Linked DNA regions of Hordeum vulgare: region 1 is linked to region 2. The links are chromatin contacts, called in public Hi-C maps. All regions are on one chromosome and are shown on one strand. Each heading gives the region's core, a stretch centred on a gene start, on an enhancer-like site or on the middle of the called end of the contact. The rest is flanking DNA. Distances are from core to core; before and after follow the strand shown.

Region 1 (5,285 bases), core at 64-2,563, 34 kb before region 2:
TGGACTGAAAGTCCTTCCGCATCGCCTAACTAATTCCTGCATTGTGTTGCACAGAGTCGATGGATCGGAGAGTCATTATCAGACGGACACCCTCGTCCTCAGAGGTCAAAAGGCGGTTGCGATTTCTGTCGCATGGACTTGGTGCGTGCTGATGTGGTTGCCTCGCCTACAAGAAGGCAGGTTTTAATATACATTTTGCTCACTTTGTGTAACATGTCTCGCCTTGCCTACTTGTCAGGGCTGCTCATGGCTCTGAAAAAACTATGTTACTGTTCCTTTGCTGCTCTATGTCGTCTGGATCCGGGGATTCAGTTGGTTTAACATGGACCCGCCGTGTGGGTGTGGCTGTTCCCCGCGGAAACGCTGGAACAAGAGTTTGTGATACAGTGTTTGTAAGATGGTACAGTTTTCAGAAGCTTGTTTTAGCCGGCCCTGTCCCTGTTTTGTGGCTGCAAATGGTATGCATGATTGTTATACCTGAGGCCGCGCTTGGATTGTCTATTGGGTCCTAAATACCGGTGTAATTGATACAGACCTATGGCCGTTAATATACACCTGTAGATTAAATTCCAATGTATAAGTTTACACCGATTTCAAACGGGTCCTGAATGTGCATGGTGTTGATCGTGGGGCACCAAGAAAACATAATAAGTTAAGTAATGCCATTAGAACAACCCAACGGGAGGATCCATTTCGTCCGCCCGTGTCCCTAGAGGTTGGCACGGACAAAAGCGGTGATCCAACACAGAGACTAATTTTTATTTTGTGTCCGCGCGGACCCATTTCTGATGCAAATTTGGGTTGTATTTGGATCGGCGGACACAAAAGCGAACGTTTTCTGTGCCTGCGTCGTCCGCATTGTTAGGCCTGATCCACTTGTCACATAAACACCCATCCACCTCTGCCTACTTATTTAATTCGTCGGTCTATCCTCATCCATCTTTTTTTATTATTTTACTGTTGGTCTATCCTCACCCACCTCTTTTTTTTATTTCATTGTTACAGTGTTGTTATCCATTTACTTCTCGTTGGATGCATGTGTTGATTCTTTTAAAAAAATGAATATGAACAGGTCGGCGAATGATCCAAACGGACAAAAAAACAGACAAAAACGTTGTCTGTTTAGATTGGGGCGTTGAAGTTGCCTTTACATATGCACCAAATTGGAGGAATTAAATAAAGATTTTTTAGTAGTACTTGCAAGAGCATCGATTGATTGATTGATTGATTAAATGGACGGCACAACAGTATCGCCGGACTGATCAGATGAGATGAGATCGAAATGAATGGATGGCGCCACCACGTACATACGCGAGCTGAAAAAAGACTTTCACGTGATCAAAGACTGAAGCTAGCGCTACCCTAGTCTGAAGTCTAGCACTACATGAGATGTGCATTTTGCGCGTGGAACACGCATGGGATGTCTTGTGTTGATCGCGTTGTAGGCTCCTTCGACGGCAGGGTAGTGAAACCAAACCAACGGCGCTTGCTGGGAGGCAGGATATTTTAGACTCGTTCGGTAATCCCTCAAAATTTGAGAGTTTATAGAGCACATGTGCAGCCGCTTCACGAATTTTAACCACAGCTTTGTCTGCTCAGGGACCAAAGTCGCAGAGTCGAGGGTCTCCGAACGGGTGTCGTATGAACGGCGTCTGCAAGGTGCACCTTTTTGCCGAGCAGAGTCGCCGTCGCCGTCACCGTCACGGGAATTAATAGACAGACATGTATCATGGCCTCGATCCTGTCCGTCCGTCAACGCGTGTCGTATGAACTTTTTTTTTGAACAGTGTATGGAGGAAACCTTTCACCCAGTTGGGAGGTTTAGCTTGTGAAAGTTCGGCCGGGGTTCTCATTTGTCGATTGGTTTTGCATTTCTATCCATACGGAAAAACACGGAGGCCCTTTTCTCCCTTCCCTTTCGACCTGCCGTGTGCTTTCTATCATCTTTCGTTTTGCATGACTATTAAACGCGCACGTACAACGTACGTTTCAAGTATTGTTTGAAAAAAATTCAGACGGTATAAAAAATAAAGTAATTATTAAAAAAATGTATACTAAATGTTGTGATGGCATTCATATTGTATTTTGAAAAAACGTGACACCATTGCTGTCATGTGTTGCATAGAGTGACACACCATGGATGACGGATCCCTATCTGGTATGTACTCCCTCCGTTCTTAAATATAAGTCTTTTTAGAGGTTTCACTAATGAACTACATACGGATGTATATAGACATACTTTAAAGTATAGATTCACTCATTTTGCTCCGCATGTAGACACCTAATGAGATATCTTAAAAGACTTATATTTAGGTACGGAGGGAGTATATGGTTAGCCATGCATGGTGACAGTGACATGGATTTTGTGCCATAAGCATAGCTAGCAATTATTTTATGATGGGTATGCAACTGATCCACCACCACATCCGCTGTAGAGGTTGTCTCGACTTGATGCCGTGTTTGGTCCAGCTGCGTTTGCGAGAACCAAAGTAATTTCTTAATTATACTGTATTTTATAGCAAAGCAGAGCAAGCACTTTGCAACTCATTTCTAAAAGAGGCTTTTTTTAAACGAAGCTAAAACATTTGCCTCATTCATTAAATACTCCGCATGATGGCCCACGGAAGTATGAAAGAAGAGTTTTATAGTGTTATAGGTCGTTCACATGCTCTGTATGACAATTACTCGCTTATTAAAATAAACCCTAATTTTTTGGCACCCCCGGTGACCCAAAGCTTGGCGTCGTCAATGATGGTCCACAGAAGTATGGGAGGTGGTGCGCTCTTGTTACGGAAGACTCTAGCGCCACGTTCGTTTCAGGTACTTCAGGAGACAAGCATGGTGAGTAAGGTCAAAGCACGACGATTGGGGTTGTGCAAGCCGGTCCTCTTGTCCCACCATTTCAGGACGGATCCATTCAAATGCCAGGAGGAGGTGTTCATGCGCGTGATAGAGAACTTGAGAATGACAAGTTCCACAGCCTGATGGTGTAACGACATTTGTAAAAGAGGCCTTTTTCAAGTTTAGACAAGTAGGCAGTGCCAACTGGCCAGACATCTTGTAGTTACAAACTGCAGCACACAAACTAGCATGGTTCAAGGATAAGCTTTTTAGTGTTGGCTCTTTTTATCAACGAAAAATCTGCTCTATGTGGTCAATGCTGAAGATAAGAGAATTATAGACGACATGGAAAATCATATGTGGCACATGGTCTGGAATTGGAATCAAGTGTCTAGGAATGCAAGAGGACTGCATGTTAATTTTACAGAAAGTCTAGAGGACGACCAATACAAAACCCAGAACTAAACAACTTGTAAAGAAATATATATGTCTCGTACCAGGAGCAAACAAACATAAATATACTCGCTCCAACCATAACCCTGCATCCATTTCCGATGGCAGACGACCTTGGTAAAAACTTGAACCTCGGAGCAGCACGACCAGAGCTCCTGCTCCATGGTAGGAACGATAACCCCATTTGTTTTTGGCCGAAAGAAGAGAAGCACTCGAGACGATGTTGGCCATTGTAGAACCAGCGACGAGGTGATCGCAGGTTCAGAGCTAACTTGTTGAAGCAAGCAAAGTAATGAGGCCTGGATTAGTTGTTGCTGCTGTCTTCGGTGATCACCTCCTGCACTGTTGTGCAAACATGTTCTCGCTTTCTCTTCAGCATTTTCCAAAAACGGATTAGTTGCTGCTGTCTTCGGTGATCACCTCCTGCACTGTTGTGCAAACATGTTCTCGCTTTCTCTTCAGCATTTTCCAAAAACGGATTAGTTGCTGCTGTCTTCGGTGATCACCTCCTGCACTGTTGTGCAAACATGTTCTCGCTTTCTCTTCAGCATTTTCCAAAAACGGATTAGTCATGTTCTCGCTTTCTCTTCGGCATTTTCCAAAAACGGATTAGTCGCTGCTGTCTTCGGTGATCACCTCCTGCACTGTTGTGCAAACATGTTCTCGCTTTCTCTTCAGCATTTTCCAAAAACGGATTAGTCGCTGCTGTCTTCGGTGATCACCTCCTGCACTGTTGTGCAAACATGTTCTCGCTTTCTCTTCATCATTTTCCAAAAACGGATTAGTCGCTGCTGTCTTCGGTGATCACCTCCTGCACTGTTGTGCAAACATGTTCTCGCTTTCTCTTCGGCATTTTCCAAAAACGGATTAGTTGCTGTTGTCTTCGGTGATCACCTCCTGCACTGTTGTGCAAACATGTTCTCGCTTTCTCTTCGGCATTTTCCAAAAACGGATTAGTTGCTGCTGTCTTCGGTGATCACCTCCTGCACTGTTGTGCAAACATGTTCTCGCTTTCTCTTCGGCATTTTCCAAAAACGGATTAGTTGCTGCTGTCTTCGGTGATCACCTCCTGCACTGTTGTGCAAACATGTTCTCGCTTTCTCTTCGGCATTTTCCAAAAACGGATTAGTTGCTGCTGTCTTCGGTGATCACCTCCTGCACTGTTGTGCAAACATGTTCTCGCTTTCTCTTCGGCATTTTCCAAAAACGGATTAGTTGCTGCTGTCTTCGGTGATCATCTCCTGCACTGTTGTGCAAACATGTTCTCGCTTTCTCTTCAGCATTTTCCAAAAACGGATTAGTTGCTGCTGTCTTCGGTGATCACCTCCTGCACTGTTGTGCAAACATGTTCTCGCTTTCTCTTCGGCATTTTCCAAAAACGGATTAGTTGCTGCTGTCTTCGGTGATCACCTCCTGCACTGTTGTGCAAACATGTTCTCGCTTTCTCTTCGGCATTTTCCAAAAACGGATTAGTTGCTGCTGTCTTCGGTGATCAGCTCCTGCACTCTTGTGCAAACATGTTCTCGCTTTCTCTTCGGCATTTTCCAAAAACGGATTAGTCGCTGCTGTCTTCGGTGATCACCTCCTGCACTCTTGTGCAAACATGTTCTCGCTTTCTCTTCGGCATTTTCCAAAAACGGATTAGTCGCTACTGTCTTCGGTGATCACCTCCTGCACTGTTGTGCAAACATGTTCTCGCTTTCTCTTCAGCATTTTCCAAAAACGGATTAGTCATGTTCTCGCTTTCTCTTCGGCATTTTCCAAAAACGGATTAGTTGCTGCTGTCTTCGGTGATCACCTCCTGCACTCTTGTGCAAACATGTTCTCGCTTTCTCTTCGGCATTTTCCAAAAACGGATTAGTCGCTGCTGTCTTCGGTGATCACCTCTTGCACTCTTGTGCAAACATGTTCTCGCTTTCTCTTCGGCATTTTCCAAAAACGGATTAGTCGCTGCTGTCTTCGGTGATCACCTCCTGCACTGTTGTGCAAAC
Region 2 (4,914 bases), core at 627-3,126:
GCGTCGAGGACACGGAAACCAAACCAACGGCGCTTGCAGTTGCACGCGGAGGCATGCAGGATATTTTTCTGCTTCGGCGACGTGCACGTTTTGACTGAGCAGGGCGTTCACTCGAGCAGAGTGGCCGTCGCCGTCGCCGTCACGGGAATTAAAAGGCCTGGATCGTGTCCGTAGGAAACCTTTCACCCGGCAGACCAGGGAGGTTTGGCATCCGATTCGGCCGGCGTTCAGATCAACCGATTCCTTCTATTCTGTCCATACAATACATACAAAAAACACGGAGGAACTTTTACCCCTTGCTTTCGGCCATGAGCTTTCTATTAGTATCTTTTGTTTTGTATATGATGATGAGAACGTAAAAATAGAGGTACGGCGTACGATCCGCGTCAGTTTCAGATGTTGATCTTGAAAGGGAAGAAGAAAATAGTGTCGGATTGACGCTTGATTTGATCGCGTTAGAGCAACTTAAACGAGCCGACCCATTTCATCCGTGCGCGTTCATTTGGGTGGTGGCGGATAAAAAGGTCTGCCCAAAGCGCCGACCCAAACAGATGTGCGTTCGCTTTTGTCCGTCTGCCGACTCATTCTCGACCCATTGTTGAGCCTGATTTGCGCCGACGTGGACACGAAACAAACGCACGCGGTGCCCATCTATCCTCCCCCTGGCCCGTTAGTCGGTGACACATTGATCATCCTCTTTCATCCATATCGACAAGAAACCATTGCCCTTCTTCGCCGCATCGTCGTCGTCACCCATTTGCTGGTGCCGACACACCTACCCCAAACGTCGCCACCTCGCCGCCATCACCGTCGCACCGTCGGGACTTCTCCAGGCCAGCCACCTGGTCCAAGGGAGGCGCGCGTCTCTTCACCGGTCAGCTCCTTCGACGTCGCCCACAAGATGTTCGACAGTTTACCAAGTGCAAAATGGACTCCGTCAACGAGTTTTTTTTCCACATTTTTCTTTGCGACTCCGACGATTCCTCCTTCGATGATGATGAGGAGATCTTGGTTGTCATGTTGGTCCATCACCACCTTAATATACAACCGCCGTTGTTCCGTTGCTCGAACCCGGAACACCTTACGACGTTGAATCGTACGCACTGATGAATGGTTACCATCAACGACCAGAACTACGACAAAGGATACTACCTGGATGACGGTATCTATCCTCGATAGACCACTATTATGACTCGTGTGCACATTTTTTTTAGAGGATGGCCAACCGGCAAATGTTGATCGATTGCGTTAGACACACTGTCGACCCAAATCTTCAACTAAACCGACGCTGAACGGGTGACCGGCCTCAACGACAACGGTCCATCATGGTTAACATTTCCCAAAAGAAAAAGCCTGTAAAAATGACATAGCTAAGGGATATTTCTTTCTAGAGACTTTTGGGTGTATAGTCTCATGTGAAAGAAACATGAGGGGCTTTTAGGGACTAAAAGCAGGTATTTTGGACTAAATGAAGAAATCCCTATGGAAGGAACTTTTTAGGACTTTTTTGACACTTTTTGCAACAGTACCCCTACTTTTAGCATGTCATTTAATAACTTTTAGCATGACTATGTTACATCTAGGAGTAGTATATTATTAGGGGTAATATGGTCTTTTTACATGTCATTTAATAACCCCTAGTCCATATTTAGTCCTTAGAAAGAAACGGATAGGGACTAGAGACTTTTTTAGTTGAGACTAAAAAAATCCTAGAACTTTTTAAAGAAACAGGGCCTAAGTCTGAGCTTAGCTGCCAGCTAAGCGACCGTTATTAGTGGTGAGCATACGACAGCTTGCACGGCACGTGGACCGACCGTTGTCATCGTCCTCATCCACCTCCCTCCGTCCAAGTAGTATGAAGCAACCGCGCAATCCCGGAACCACCCTCGGGTCCGCACGCGTGCGCTACGACGGCTTCGTCTGCGCGTCTCTCGCCCTTCACGCCGTCGCCTGCCCTGTCAATCCCTATGCGTCCTCTTCCCTCATCCCTATTTAGTCACGCCTTCCCCGATCGACCTACCTTCTTCATCGAGCCATTGCCAATCCCCGCCTCCACCTCCTCACTCCTCACTCACACCACACGGCTCATCTCTTCTCCCCCACATCCAGCTCAACCACACTACCAAGGCAGACTCCATGGATGAGGTGGATTCTTCGCCGCCTTACTCGCCGCCGTCGCTGCGCCACAAGCTGCGGACCACCATGTGCGGCTGCTTCGGCTCGCCGTCGCCGCACACCGGCGCAGGCAGAACCAGGTGGAGACGGCGCGTGGTGCCCGCGGGGGAGTTCAGGTACGACCCGCTCAGCTACGCGCTCAACTTCGACGACAGCGGCAGCGACGATGGCGACGCCGACGCGGAGGACGCCGCCTTCCGGCACAGAAACTTCAGCTCGCGCCTGCCGCCCTCCCCGACGCCGGCCTCCCGAGCCGTCGCCACCGCCTGAAGTCCTGAATCGTACTAGTAGTAGCGACCGTCCTTGTTAACTTTACGTAGCTTCTGTCTCTCTCTGGTTTTTCTTCTTCTCTCAGCGAGACTGAATGGCTACATCTGTAAAAGCAGTTCAGTTATACGGCCTGGGATACGTACTGAGGAGTAGCAACTGCACCATGTACTTATATACATATAAGATAAGAATCAATCACTCCATTTTAATGTTCCATCGCTTCTGGATTCAAGGCAGCAGATACGTACGTGTACACGGAGATGAAGCGTTGGTGCTGGGGATTTTCTTTTGGGTGGGGAACTGTGGATGAACGAAGTTTACATTTGGCTTGGGTGGTGTGGGTGTGGAACCATCTCCCGTCGGCCGTCGCCATCCACCGTGTGCGCTGGTGGAGCTTTCGCCCTAAGAAAAATCCTCCTCTGTGCTTCCCTTTCTTTCACAAAAACAGGGGCGAACCGCAGTTGCATTCAAGCGACTAAGCGAGACAATACCACCGGCCTCGGCCTCCACTCCTCGTATTCATCCTAACTTGAGTTCGTCCAGATCTGAATAATCATGGAAACAACCCTCGGCCGACATGGCACATCGACATGTACCTCGTTGCAAGCACTGGGCCTGTTCATCGGCTCGCAAAGTCTCATTGGCGATGGTGGTGGCCTGGATCTGGGGTTGTTCGAGGCTTCCCTCTGTTTCCAGCGTGCGTCGCGATGACGCTGGGGAGTTGGCGATGGCTAAAGAGTTAGTTGTTTGCAAGGATTTCAAAGGACCTTTCTGTTTAAATCGTTTTATCAGGGTTCCTTTTGCATAGTTTCTAGGGCTATGTTTTCCTGTATGTTTGTATCTGTATCCAGTATATTGTTGAATAATGATGATATGTGGTTTCAAAAAAAAAATTTGAGTTCGGTCGGTCGTTGAACAGCCATGGTATCATCTTCGTTGTTTCGTAAACCTCCCTCCCATGGGATCGCACTGGCCGGTTTCCAAGCACGAAAGAGGATTATAAAGAGGATTATTTTCTTTGACGCTGTGCAAACAATGATTCAAAGGGCGGAAATGGGCCGGTGGGCTGGCCCATGAGAGTAGTTTGTCCAACAGGCGCGACTTGTGGGCCATGTATCTGTTTACCTATTAAACTAGCTACCCTTCCTTAAAAGAAACTACTTGGTTGTAGAAAGGAGAACTTGGCGGAGAAGAAAGGCCATTCAGATGACTTGTAATCTTAGAGCAGGAGTGAGGGGGGGGGGGGGGGGGGGGTTGGGCGGTATTCACCTGAAATGCAAACCCTAGATCGAATTCAATCCAACATAGCCATGACCCTGTAGCTCAACTAGTAGTGCTAATAATATGGTATTTAGAATCGCATTTTGGCGTTGCCGGGCCACAACCACTACACCCACCATAAGGTTAGCTGGCCATGACAAACAATGGAGGAGTTGACAATTAACAGAAGGCACATCTATGATTTGCTTTAGAGCAGCTTCGTTGACGACATCGATCGCAAGCTTGTTGATCACTGCAATTGACCATCAAGGGTGTCCACAAGATGTCCGACGAAAATTCTGCTAAATTGGATGGCATCTTTGCCAAGCTATAAGGAGTTCATGAAGATATCGATGTGGGCATCAGCCAGATTCACATCAATGGCGATGCTGAAGCTCGAGGAGATCTGGCTGGCATGGGGACGAGTCGATCCCTTCCGGTTTCGCCTGTCGTTGCGTCCCAGAAGGCTGCCGTCATCACCATGGGACTCGATTAGGATCACCGAGGGAAGGAATCCTTTTATAACACTATGCTCCCTAATTTTAAAAGGCCCACATTCATTTGAGCTCTTCAATTGGAATTGGGTCATCTGATTTTGACCGGGTCAACAATTTCTAGAACTCTCACATTCTCTATACACTATGTTTCCTATTTTCTAAGGCCACACAATTAATTGAGATCTTCAATTTAGAATTGGGTCACTCAATTTTAATCGTGTCAATAATTTCTCAAGGATCTCTCCCATTCAGTTCTTTTAGTTCACTATATGTTTCCTAATTTTGAACCTCTTTGATTCAACTGAGGTATTCAATTTCGGATTTGTTTTACGATTTTGACCAAGCCAACTTTTTTTCAAATCAACCAACAACAACTGGCTCATGAAAACCTATCAATCCCAAGCACTAACCCACCAACTAGAAAAAAGAAGTGTCACTATGTGATACTGTAGCACCAATATAGTACATGCAGCCACCGAAGTAGACATTTCCTCACATAAGTATAGGTTGGTTAGTGGATAACACAAAATCACACCATCAAAGTCCCACCAAATCATAAATTATGAACAAAAATAAAACACACTCCATCATCTCCTCACCCTACAAACTAAATATTCCATCAGTTCCTAAGTATAAGGGGTATTAGTTTTTTGGAAAGTCAATTTTCTATAACTTTGAACAAGCTCAGAGCAAAAAATATCAACATCCAAAG

Evidence for each region. A called contact is a pair of places that touch in the nucleus more often than the background predicts.
Region 1: a contact with region 2 is called in a Hi-C map of leaf, with 4 times the contacts expected there. The contact joins the enhancer-like site here to the promoter of LOC123407869 in region 2. A contact is called at or near these places in 2 of 6 Hi-C or Micro-C datasets (leaf and seedling).

The regions. Positions count from the first base shown.
Region 1 is chr7H:613,197,794-613,203,078 of MorexV3_pseudomolecules_assembly, reverse strand. No RefSeq gene overlaps it. Among protein-coding and RNA genes, the nearest start is that of LOC123409647, 27 kb to the right of the region's middle. Within about 2 kb of position 1,313, at least 2 of the 3 cell types and tissues checked have open chromatin away from gene starts, as enhancers often do. A contact at or near this core is called in leaf, where this site is marked.
Region 2 is chr7H:613,164,745-613,169,658 of MorexV3_pseudomolecules_assembly, reverse strand. LOC123407869 reads left to right here and starts at 1,876. Exons shown (of 1, transcript XM_045101105.1): 1 at 1,876-2,597. The coding sequence starts at 2,137. The coding sequence ends at 2,445.